Linked DNA regions of Hordeum vulgare: region 2 is linked to region 1. Evidence: chromatin contacts called from public Hi-C data. All regions are on one chromosome and are shown on one strand. Each heading gives the region's core, a stretch centred on a gene start, on an enhancer-like site or on the middle of the called end of the contact. The rest is flanking DNA. Distances are from core to core; before and after follow the strand shown.

What was found. Hi-C and Micro-C count contacts between places; a contact is called where the count stands out from the background.
Region 2: a contact with region 1 is called in a Hi-C map of seedling, with 6 times the contacts expected there. The contact joins the promoter of LOC123449124 here to the promoter of LOC123449121 in region 1. A contact is called at or near these places in 6 of 6 Hi-C or Micro-C datasets (leaf, seedling and an unstated tissue) and 1 of 1 datasets of contacts at active chromatin or transcription factors (embryo).

Annotation. Positions count from the first base shown.
Region 1 is chr4H:495,571,705-495,578,212 of MorexV3_pseudomolecules_assembly, reverse strand. It overlaps LOC123449121 (beta-galactosidase 6), which reads right to left and starts at 3,421. Exons shown (of 17, transcript XM_045126213.1): 1 at 2,475-3,421; 2 at 2,276-2,371; 3 at 1,785-1,897; 4 at 1,598-1,664; 5 at 1,249-1,485; 6 at 930-1,124; 7 at 740-827; 8 at 518-636; 9 at 142-303; 10 at 1-39. The coding sequence starts at 2,651.
Region 2 is chr4H:495,956,056-495,962,563 of MorexV3_pseudomolecules_assembly, reverse strand. LOC123449124 (probable E3 ubiquitin-protein ligase LUL2) reads right to left here and starts at 3,378. Exons shown (of 3, transcript XM_045126215.1): 1 at 2,429-3,378; 2 at 241-742. The coding sequence starts at 2,967.

The DNA of each region.
Region 1 (6,508 bases), core at 2,172-4,671:
CAGGTTTCTCATCTGTGTAGATGCTACCTGAGAGTTGATCTGCGAAGAGTAGTATCGTTTGTGTACCGTAATCAGATCCAAGGTCAGCATTTGTTCCAGAAACACGGCTTCTTTGTCTTAAAACAAGGCAAGTGCACATACCTGGGCAGTGTTGAGCACCACATTCTTGCAGTCAGGAAGGATGCTGACAGACCACGCGGGGAGTTTATATGCCTTGCCGTTGAAAGTGACAGTCTTATCAGACTGATCGTCTATATTCGCAAGGAATGCTGCACACAGTGAACCGGACTTGTATACGTGTGCCTGAAGCCAGAAGAAAATGCAGATACCATCATCATCATCATCATCATTAAGCACAACAGAACATACCATAAAGGTATATACACTATCATTCCTGAACAAGATTTGCTCCGCGACGCTGATTGATTTGTCTTTCTTTTCTCGTTAAAACGAAAGTTGCTTTGCCCTCTTTTTTTGGCTAAATAAAAGTTGCTTTTGTGAAAAGCGGATCGCGTACCTCTGCATTTTGACCGAGGGACATGTATGATGGATCGGTTGCTATGAGCGCAGGCTCGCACATCTTTATCGCCTTATGGACATCCCTCAAGTGGCCCCACTTTGGCTGCCTCACCAGCCCTGAATCACGCATTGCGAGAAGGGCAAAATCAAACGCATTGTTCAGGAACCGAAGGAGAAAATCGAGACACGGGCAGCTCAAAGGAAGAAGACGGGTGCTCACCGTACTCGTCGATGGGGGCGTCGTAGTCGTAGCTCGTGGATATGAACGGACCTCCGGAGCTGCGGCCGAAGTTGGTCCCTCCGTGGTACTACCGACAGAGTAGAGTTAAGAGTTAAGAAAGACCCGGCCGGAGTTAGTCACAGGAGCAGCGCAGAGCAGAGGACCATCCATCAGCTGTGGGCGCACGTACCATGTAGTAGTTCTGCAGGGTGCCGCCACGCTGGTAGAAGCGCGCGACGGCGAAGGCGAGGTCCTCGGTGGGGCGGTAGGGCACGGCGCCGCCGAAGGAGAGGAACCAGCCGCTCCAGTTCTCTGTCCACAGCTTGGGCCTGCTGGGCAAGCTGGGCGTGAACTGGTCGCAGTAGAACCCGTTGCACGTGTTGATCTGCACCCATCCATGTTTTTTTTTCCCAGTTCATTCAGATTCAGTCTCGCTGCCGTCCGGTAATAACAACGATGACCCAGGGGCGCGGCGAGCCGACAATGGATGAAAAAAAAAATGAACTTACGAGGGGTTCTGGCGCGTCGGTCTGCTGGCACATGACCCAGGGCACGCCGGTGTCGAGCGCCACGGCCATCCCGGCGGCCCACCGGATGTACGACTTCCCCGCCGCGCCGTAGGAGGCGGCGATGTTGCCGTACTCGTTCTCGATCTGCGACAGGATGATGGGCCCGCCCTGCGACGCGTACAGCCCCGCGCCCTTCATCGTCGCCACCACCTTCTCCGTGAACCGCTGCATCTCCGTCTGCACCCACACCACACCACACCACCCAACCCGAATCATCCACCGAATCATTTCACTCATGATGGATCGATCGATCAAGCTGCATTGCTCGCACAATTATGCCGCCGCGTACCTTGAAAGGCTCGTTGTCGGTGCGGAGCTTGATCCCCGGGATGAAGTGCAGCCATAGCGGGAAGCCTCTGCGGTCGGGGTCACACGATCAACAAACGGCACACGGTTAGGCTCCATCGCTCCGCTCCGCTCCTCCTACTGAAACCGAGATCGGACAGGGGGAAATTGTGTAGAGTCGGAATCCAGACCCGTAGTTCCACTCGGCGCAGACGTAGGGGCCGATCCTGAGGTGCACGTAGAGCCCGGCGTCGGCGGCGGCCTTGACGAACCTCACCAGGTCATTCCTGCCCTCGAAGTCGTACTGTCACGTTGCGGCTCGTAACCGTCAGAGTTTTCGTGGCTTGATTTTGCAACAGCAAGTAGTAGCACATACCGATACAATGCAATACACAATATATTATTTACTATGCAAAATGTCACTAGTTCGAAGGGAGCTCATGATAGACGACAGTGTACGATCGGTAAGTAATTAAAGAGAGCTTGGGAGCGAGTGGGAAGAATAAAGCATAGGGTGCAGGGGAAGCAAGCACTGCCCTTTCACACATGACATGACGACCAGCTGGAGGAGATGATTTGAGAAAAGGAGAAACGAAAGTAGTATGACACTAGAGAAAATAGCACAGCAGCAAGAGAGAGAGAGAGAGAGAGGTTGATGGCCGGTATGGAGTGGAGAACGTGCCTGTCCCCGGACGGGCTCGTGGACGTCCCAGAAGACGTACGTCTCGACCACGTCCAGGCCGCCGTCCTTGGCCTTCTGCATCAGCCCCGGCCACATCTGCAATCAACGCCAGCCAGTGTTGAGCTATCCTCGGAGAAGAGAGTAGGGAGAGGCCACGCACAGACGAGAAAGAAAGAAAGCAAAAGAGAGCCGGACGTACGTCGGGGGTGCTCCGCGGGTAGTGGATGGAGCCGGAGACGAGCACGCGGCGCACGCCGTCGATGACCAGCGCGCGGTGGTCGTACGTCACGTTGGTCGCCGCCGACGTCCCCGCCAGGCAGAGCAGCGCGAGCAGCAGGGCCGCCGCCGCGCTCGGCAGCCTGCCGACGGCCGCCATTGCTTTGTCGCTCTCCTGAGAAGAAACAGCGACAAGGACTGCACCTTGTTCGTGGGATGATGGCGTTCGGTGTACTAGCCGAGCTAGTAGCGCGGTGGACGTGGAGTGGAGTGAGGGCGACGAGCAGCAGCTGGAGTTGCTCGGTGGGGGGCGGTGAGAGAAAAGAAAAAGAAAGAGAGGAGAGAAGCCGGAGGCTGCTGCTGCTGCTGCTAGCTCGGTGCCTCGGTGTGTGGCTTGGCTTCCCAGGCGAAATGGGATTTTAACGGAGCAGCAGAGCGCACACACACCAGAGACACTACTGGTGGTTTAATATACACCCCATGGGCAGGGCACAAACGAAATGCACCTCGCTTTCTCGCTTTGTTTGTTCCTTGTGGTCTTGTGGTTTGTGGATGCGGTGGTGGTGGTGGTGCCGTGCCCCTCCTCCTTCTCCCACCGCGATTAAAAAGGCTTTTTTGCGCGCTCGCGGCAGGCAATGGGGTGGGTGTGGAGTGTGGCCGTGTTCTCTCTCGTGGATCTTCCCTGCTCTTGACCTGCCCCGGGCGTCCGGTTTTGCTGCTGCTTGCAAGCAACGGCAACAATGGCGGACACCTGGGGTGCGCGATCGCGATGAGAAAACGAGATTGAACTGGATCGGATCGGATAGACGGGAGGGAGAAAGAATTTACTCCTGCTGCGAGTTGCTAGCAGCAGTAGTTAATGGCGGCGGCGTGATGGTTCGGTGGTACACACGGCGTGGATGATTGATGGGTGGGCCGCGGGAGTAATGCAAGCATCTTCCTTCCTTGCTGCCTCTCACCCTCTTTTCTCCCTCGCTGAAAATTACACCCCCCTCTTCTTTTTTTTACTTGCTGCAGAGAGCGTTTAGTATTCCCCCTCGCCGTACGCCTCCGGGCATGTGCTCTTGGCATTGGCCTCGCAAAGAAAGATAGAAAATGGGGCCGGCTAGCTACACCGACAGGGGTCGTGTGCGGTGACCGGCCGGCGTTGTCGCTTGTCGATCCCCAGCCCCGTTACCAGCACGTAGCGCTAGTTGTACCACGTCTGCCGCTCAGGTCTAGAACGGCCTTGTCGCTTCCCCGTCCCCGCGCGCGTATCATATGCTGCACTGCCGGCGTCCTGGACTGTCCCGCGGCGAAGGATCCATCTCCTTTTCGTTTCTTATCTTGTGCTAGAAAAATGGAAATGGCGAGGGTGGAAAGTGGTGGCTTAATTTTGGAGCAGTGGAAGTGGAAGATGATGACGCGGCGAGCTGTAGACAGGAGCCAGTTGTCGCTGCCGTGCGTAGGGATTTTTTTTAAAGGAGGATGACCCCAGGCATGTGCATCTGGAAGATGCATGCAGCCATTTTATTAATTATTCACAAATATCTTATAAAGCAATACATCAATATATCTGAAGCCGTTCTCTTGGCAATATCTGTCGCTACTCCTATCCAATGATGAAGGGGTGCAGAAAGTGTAAGCCACATACCCAGACCTCTCACCTAGCCTAACATCTAAAGCCGAAGGCCCCGACCGAGCCACATACCGGGTCAGGGGCACAAACCGGTCCAACGCACCCTCATAGGTTGTCGCCGCCGCTTTCCATCAATCCATCTTCAGAAGAGTTACTGACGCATCGACCTTGCAGGGCCTGCCGTCGATGCCCCCACGGTGCCAGACAACGCCTCCTCCCAACGCGCGCTCATCATCACGCATCCGTCGTCGAGACTTTGCTGCGCCTCGCCGCCGAGACTCCACGACATCAATGTGTCACAAGGAACGCCGCTCCATCGTTGATGCCGCCCAATGATCCCTCGAGCCCGTGTGTACCTCCATGAATGACGCCCCCAAGAGGGAAACAACACCAGAGCATCGCCGCCATCCAATCTACTGATCTAGGGTTTCCCCCGAAGGTAGCAAAGAGTGGCCTTGAACTTCTCCTCAGCGATGCCTTCAGGAAGGAAATGACGTAGACAACGCCGCCATCGCCGGCTTTGGCAGTAGCCGAAAGCAAGCTTTTACCCAGATCTGTTCGAAGAACCCATCTCTCCTGCACGGGCCACCACATCCTGCGACGTCCCCAGAAAGCGGGATCCCAAGATCCGCCGCCACCGGCAACGTCACAAGGACCCACCACCTGATCGTCATCCCTGACGAAGGGGATGACGCCACCACCATGTTCAGATCCAGCATCATCCGAGAAGGAGAACCGATCTGGAGTTGTGAACCCCAGATCCGCCGGCAGCCCCCGCAGCGCCGTCAGGATCCCGTCGGGCCGCTGCCCGAGCGTGCCAACTCCGCGTCCATGCCGTACGCCCAGGAACGCCGTCGCATCTCAGCCAGAGGATCCCCTCGTGAAGAAGGGAGGAAGGCCCGCCGTCCGCCGTCCGTCGGGCGAGCTTCGCTCGCCGGCCTCCTCCGGCGGCGGCGGGAAGCAGGGGAGGAGGGAGGTCGAGGGCGGCGGCGGCTAGGGCGCCCGAGTCGCCTCCCTGGAGGCGACACGAGCGTTTCTGTGATCTTGTTGCTTCGGATCAGGATCGCGAGCGGAGAAGGCTAGCGCTGCACCTTTCTCTCAAGCCGTTGGGAGATGGGGTGATCAACCAGGAAATCAGCTATGATGTCGTGTGTAGGGATGTAGAGCAACATCCGATCCGTTCCGTTTCCAAGTTAAAATATCTCAGATCAGTTGTAATTTTTTTGTCGAATTACTTTAATTTGGGCAAATATTATGTTATGCGGATTTATGTGGGATGTCCGCCTACATCCCTACTCGTGCGGCTTCGTGAGGTCATAGAGAGATGATTTTTCTTGCAACAGTGGGTGAAGTTGTGGAAAGAGACGGAAACTTGTCTACCGTCTGGGCTGCCTTCTGGATACGTCACATACGATGCGTGGACGGATGCATAATATAACACATGTGATGAATATTGTGATCCTAGATTTTATTCCTTCAGGCTGCGCTTGATCTGAATGTAAATACAAATCTATTTCTCTTACGGGTGTAACTTAACTTAACGGTCAAGAGCGATTTGCGGGCGGAATAAAAACAGAGGACGGTCCGTATTTTTTTTACTTCTAAGTGGAAATGATGTTCCAAACAGGGCCTTATGCACGATGAAGAAAATATTCCCTCACTTTACTGAAGCTTGTACCACAACATTTTGCTCTAAATAGGGCCACCTAACAAAGACCCTATGTACACATTTCTTTATATTGCAAAATAATAATGATACTCTCTTCGATCTATATTAGTTTACATTGTTTTAGCATGACTTTCGCATAGAAGTTTCCTTAACAGGTCGGTGTGCACGATTTTGTGGCACGGTAGCCTTATCGCATGAGAATCCTGTGAGGCAGCTAGGCAACTGCTACTCCCAAAATCTTTAATAATGTCCTAGGCTAGGCAGGTGATACGTTTCATGATGAAACTAAGTTGTGTTTTGTTCAATCGACACTCAAATTACACATGCACATCGATGGCGTGCCGAGCTGTAGACAGGAGCGAGTTGTCAATCACTGCCGTACTCGTGCTGCTTCGCCACGTGAGAGAGGATTTTTTGGCAACAACGGCAAACAAGTCCATCACATGTCGAAGCTAAACCTAGGCAAACAAATTGAAGAGAAACAAGCTGGCACTAGCTCGGCCTCGCACAGTCAAAACCTCACCAACTTATCGATCAGTGGCCTGTGGCTCATGTTCATCGCTGTCGGTCACACTGGCTCACGACAGCCAGCGTCTGAAATTCAAATTGGCACGGACAAGTGCCGTTTTGTCAAAGAGAATAAACCGAAATTAGCAACGCAGAGTCTTTGAGCTGAGCGTAACCCACTACGTACGGACTCCAGAACCGGACGGCACTCCACTACTTTCCC
Region 2 (6,508 bases), core at 2,129-4,628, 380 kb before region 1:
TCCCAAAATAACCGTCTCAACTTTGTACTAGCTCTAGTACAAAATTGTACTTTCTCCGTTCCAAAATAAGTGACTCAAAAATGACTCAACTTTATACTAAAGTTAGTGTAAAATTGAGTCATTTTTGAGTCACTTATTTTGGGACGGAGGAAGTACTAAGTTTAAGACACTTATTTTGGAACGGAGGGAGTAGATAATATCACACATAAGCTTGTATTTTTTTATAGATTTGAGACTTACCATATGCCTACATGGAAGGACAGTAGTATCCCTAGGTTCTGAGAGGCAGATAACACATTCTTTCCCAGGATCATTTGCATCAGTGTCCCCTTCCACAGAATTTCCTATCCCGTATATTTCCTGCAATTCATACCTGGTGCCATTCACCCAAAGGATCTGACTAACAACTCGTACTTGATAGTCACCACTTTCTTTCTTCTCAAACACAGCCTGTGTGATCTGCGAGTTTGGAGTTTTTGGCTTCTGGTCTTCCCCCTCCAATGGTTGATCAGCAGATAATGTTGTTTCAGCTTTAACTGCAAGTGGATATATTTCCATCCCCCCCTGTTTCAACAACTCAGAGTCCTCAAACGCTGAGAAGTCAATCCCTGTCCCTGAAGGTTGCCTAAACTTCTGGCCAAGACCCTCTTTGAAGCTAACAGTAACAGGCTTGATCAAGTCTGGCTTCATCGCTGTTAGATTGCAGTTGAGCTCTTCCTTTGCAAAGAAGTAGACAGTCATGCTGTTCAAGAAAGTAGATCAAGAAGAATGGTAAATCACCTAACAATACAGAAAGAATAGGAGTTCTTTTGCCTGTATTAAGTTAGCTGTAATGCTTTAGTCATACAACATGAAAGTACAACAATATACGTACATATTAAACAGCAACGCAACTTTAGCACAAAACACCAAAACCCTCTACAAACATACCAGTGCCATATATGCAGGAAGGATCCGTTCAATGTGCTTGGTACAGTGATCCCAGAAAAAACAAATTGAATTCAAATCCATATTTCGCTAACCATTAGCAATTTAGGAACCTATTACACTTCAAATTATTTTTGAGAAAAAATAGCAAGATGCAAGCTTTATCACGGAATGTCATAGACAACTTGGTAGGACTGAAATTCCAAGAATTCTTTTTGGTGGCTCATAATCAGAACACATCAATTCCAAATAAACTACTCCCTCTGTAAAGAAATATAGGAGCGTTTAGATCACTAAAGTTAGTGATCTAAACACTCTTATTTCTATATGGAGGGAGTAGAAAGGAAGACTCGCTTGTTAACCAACATCTGGTCACAACAGATTATTCACTTCTGAGCAAGAATTGGGTGCTACAAAAATGATGATGAAAGAGGGAAAATGGTGCTAGGGAGAAGACCTTAACAATCTTAGAATGTCTGTTTAGAGAATAGATATATCCCTACAGTAACAATTGAGCAGGAAGTGATGCAGGGAAGAATGAGTGTTGGACAATATACATAATATTTGTTGACGACTAGGCCCCCTCGGAGAAGGGCATAAGTAATACGTGGTGTTAACAATGCGATAGAGTATCCTGTGTAAGCCTCACAATCAACACAAAAGTTCCTTCTTCTTTTTTTGACTAGGCAGGAACCTAAATATGTAGTGTTCTACCTCCAGACTACAGACACACAACTACAAGGTTCAACAGTTACCAAGGGATCAAAGTACTCCCTCCGTTCCTAAATATAAATCTTTGTAGAGATTTTACTAGTAGACTACATACGGATGTATATAGACATATTTTAGAGTATAGATTCAATCATTTTGCTCCGTATGTAGACTCTTAGTAAAATCGCTTAAAAGACTTATATTTAGGAACGGAGGGAGTATATGGCAACTGTAGAACCATTGGAACTTCATCGTTGCTACAATATTCTCGATCACAGAGTTTTTGCTAAAAAACTTTTGAGAATAATCTAATGAAAATAGACATTGCATACAATGCTACAGCTGGATTTCTGGCTATTGAAGAAGAATTCTTTGCAAGGACCAAGGTATCAAGGATACTGCACAGATGACGGAGCTCCGGGTTCTTATAAGTGTGTTATAATGTCCTCAGGTAATACTTTTGTAGACAATAAGTCTTTATGTATAATTTTCTCTAATTTCCTTTTTCTGTGTTAATCAATAGAGAGAATCGTCAATCAACAAACAGATGGTGGTCAAAGATCGCTGAAATAGACAAATATCGACCTTAACCTCAAGCAAGTGAAAGCATCACCATCATCAGAGACAGAGACTAATTCCTCAAAGCATCAACGTCGATGTAAAGAACGAATCCATGCAAACAAGAGCATGTTCCACACAAATCCTGCTCCTGGCCACTGGCAGGTAGCTGCCGGCATATACACATATAACGGCACAAACATAAGATTTAAGACAAGGAAGAGGGATTCACCTTCCAGCGACGGTGGCATCGAAGGTGAAGGCGACGAGGAAGCGGCCGGGACAGTCTTCATCAGGCTCAATCCGGAGCGTCTCCTTCTTGAGGTTGACGTCGTTGCGGATGGTGACGGCCTTCTGGTGCTCGACGTAGGGCGTGGGCATGGGCGGCTGGAGGCCGTAGGGGTACCGTCCGGCCCAGCCGGGGTAGTGGTGGGAGTGGACGGAGGGCGGGAACTCCGCGGGGGGCACGTTGGGCGGCGGCGCGGCGCCCCTGTGGTGGTGGTCGTAGGGCGCCGGGAGGGGCACCTGCACGGACGGCGGCGGCGGCGGGTAGTAGTTCCCGTACTGCGGGTAGTACTGCGGCGGGTTGGGGTTGGGGTACTGCGGCGGGTAGGGCGTGGCGGCGGCGAAGACGTAGCGGTTGGGTGCGGCCTCCGGCTGCTGCTGCGGCGGCGGCGCCTGGTGGTGGTGGCCGTGGCCGTGGCCGTGGCCGGAGCTCCGGCGGCGGTGGCCGGGGCCGCCTCCCCCGCCGTTGCTGCCCGCGTTGCCCATAGCTCCCGCGCGCGACGCAGATCACCCGCCGCGAGCCCGGGGAGACGCGCTCAGGCTCGGATCTCGGGGCCCTGGAGCATCGAAATTGGAGGAACCTCGCCCGCCTCCTCCCAACGTCCCCAAGAAGAAGAAACCCAAGAATCCAATAAAAAGAAGACGCCCGCCCGCCCGCCGCCTCCGAGGATCAGCGGCGGAATTTGAGCGAGCCCCCTATGGATTCCCCTCTCGCGGATCGAAATCGAACACGATCGATTCGATCGGGGGAGGGGAGGGGAGGGGAGGGAGGGGACGGAAGGGGGCGCTTGCCGGCTCGCTCACACTTGTTTTGCTTTCTCGTCTGGTGTCGTATTTTTGGGGCTATAATGGAAGGTTGCGCGTAAAGCACACCACTATCGTCTCCCTTTTCTTTCCTTCCCTTTCCCCTCGGTGGTTGCGGGCGGCTATGGCCGGCCATCACACCCGTAGCCCCTTCAACTCCCCCCGAATCTCCCGCCGCCCACGCGGGGCTTGTGCGCGCGGGCGCGAAACCACCGGCGGAGCTCGAACCCCGTCGCTGCCACGCCACACGTGCGTGTGGTGAATGTGCGACGACCAGTGCGTGGAGCTCTGGATTTGGCGGTGACAGTGCATGTGCCGCGGACCCTATTTACGGTGAGGTCCTCGCGTGGCCGGCGAACCACGGTCACTCACTGGTCTCGTTTCCATCCAGCATGCAAGTGCGAGCCGTGGTGTGGAGTGGCTGTGGCTCCAGCCAAGCCGCACGTGTAAAAAAAACCTTTTGAAATTGGAGTGAAATGCATTGGAGCAACTTCCGAGCAGTTTTTTCGCGGGGTTGGGAACGGAAAAGTGGCAGCAACAATCCTGCTTATATTCCCTGCCCTTTTGTAGTAGTGGGAGGCGGTGGTGGTCAGGTTTCAGCGGGGAGCCTAACCAGAGGTGTCGCTGCTCCGCTTTTGCTAGTGGCCTTTTTTCCTTCCGCTCGACTAATGACAAAGAAACAATAATAGTACTACATTCATGCCTTGTTTGGTTTGTGTCCTTGGAATAAAGGTTTCTGCCGCTGCACGGGCTCCCTTGATGAATGGCCGAGGCGAAAGGCGTGCACGTTACAAGCGCAATCAATAATTGGGGCGACCTCTGCTCGTCTGTTGCGTCGAGGTGGTGGATGGGATGGTTGGTTTAGGCCTGAAAATGTGGGTGCTCCTCTAATTGGCGACACCCTTTCCGTCGTCGCACTCATTTACTCGGCTTGGTTAGCGTCCGGAGTGGGGATGCGTCCCTACTTGACTAGATAAACACTTGCTATCCGATGTGATCGCAGCTGGCCTGGAGCCCGGGACGATGCCTGGACCCCAAAGCCGGTCCATCGTGAGGCGCCACCGATTCGTACGTAAGGCTTCTTCACATTCTTCAAGAATATTGAGTAATCTCGACCTTGTACCACAAATGAAACCGTGGATGAAGCTGGAGAAGACAACTGTCGGCATCCCACAGACGCTGTGAAGGAAAAAATTCAATTTAAATCTTGAATTTTGTATTGATCGAACGGAATGAATCCCAAATCAAAATCCCAATCAATTGCATCTTGAACTATGCAATCCCTGTCAGGGGCGGATCTACGTGCCGGGCAGCCCGGGCTACGTCGTAGCACTCCTAGTATACGTATATGTTTTGTATATTTTTGTGAAATTCCTGCCTATATAGATAAAAGCCCGTGTCCTTGGGCCAGATTAACCGGGGCTAATCCTAAAGCCTACCAGAGCTAGCGACCTAGCGTTGCAATCAAGAAAACGGGATTGCGGGACTGACTCCTAGCACGTAGCCACGTACGATCGACGATCCGTTTCGCCAGGGAGTCAGCTCGCTGCTTGCCTTTTCTCGGCAGCGATCTAACCACCGCCACCGATCTAAATCTCGTCACCGCTCAGTGGCCGCCGGCCTGCCGCTCTCTTGAGTTGATCGTGCCGCCACCGCCGACGGAGACTCGCCTGCGCTGCTCGCCCCGTCTTGAACTCGCCTGGTTCCAGACCTGAACGCTGTCGCCTGCCAGTACGTAGACGCATCCAGGGGGTCAGCACAACTGAACTGAACAAGGTATGAACTGTAAAGAACGAAAGTTCAATTCTGGTATATATTTGATTGCCTGATTAGGTAGACTGGTAGAGAACTAATTTTAGCCGTCCGATTACAGAAAAATGAAGGGGACAAAGAGGGCAAATCCTTTTTCATCAAGACATGTATCATCTTATTTCCGGTCTGTTTCACAAGTTGCCAATTCGAGTCAATCTTCTCGTGCTCAAGAATCCGGTACGAATGTAGGTGGCAGTGGGACAGTTCCTAAACATACAGTCCCTTCCCAAGAGCAGCAACTTAGTCCTCACATTGTTGCTAATCCAGAACCAGAAGATGATAACACTAGCACTAGCAGCCAAGAGGAGAGCGATCTTAATCCAGATGACATTATTGCGGATCCTGGACTTCGAAAACCGATTGAGGAGCTAGATGTAAATGTCGGAGATGCTGCTAGGAGAGAGTATTTGGTAATGGGTCCATGTCAACCAGTTGGTCATAAATATCCTACAAAATTAATTGGAAGCCACATGCGGAGATTTCAGGATAAATGGTTCAAAAGGTATGATTGGTTGGAATATAATGTAGCTAAAGACGCTGCATTTTGTTTCTATTGTTTTCTCTTTAAGCAACCACGGGCAGAAAATTTTGGTACAGAATCATTTACAAGGGTTGGTTTTTATTTTTTGAAGAATGGGATTGAAGCTTGTGATCTTCATGTTGGTAAGGATATTAATAGTGCTCATAATAAAGCTAGGAAATATTGTGAGGCTTTCAGAAATCAGCGGCAAGGTGTGGATTATGTGTTGGCAGCAGCCACCAAGAAGGAGGAGGAAGAATATAAAGCTCGCATGACAATTATGATAGGCATTGCAAAGTTTTTGCTATTGCAAGCTCTTGCTTTTCGTGGGCATGACGAGTCTTCTCGCTCAAATAATAGAGGGAATTTTCTTGAAATGTTGAAATGGTATAAAGGGAAAGATGATAAGGCTGCAAAATTGCTTGACAATGCTCCTCGGAACCATCAAATGACCGCACCAAAAATTCAAAAACAGATTTGCAAAGCTTGTGCTAATGTTACAACCAAAGCTATTATTGATGACATTGGGGATAAAAAGTTTGTTGTACTTGTTGATGAGGCACGAGATGCATCTATCAAAGAACAAATGGCCTTGGTTTTGAGGTTAGCTACTATGAAATTTATCTTTCTACTCTTTGAGTGATTCAAATTTATGCTAATCATGTTCCTATTTCCCTATGTAGGTATGTCAACAATCAGGGACAGGTGATAGAGAGGTTTGTTGGTGTGAAGCATGTTCCAGACACGACATTCCCTTCCCTAAAGATAGCTTTGGATGGTATGTTAAAATCTCTTGGTTTATCCATCTCTAATGTGAGAGGTCAAGGTTATGATGGGGCATCAAATATGAGGGGACAATTCCATGGTTTGCAAAGACGCATAATAGATGAA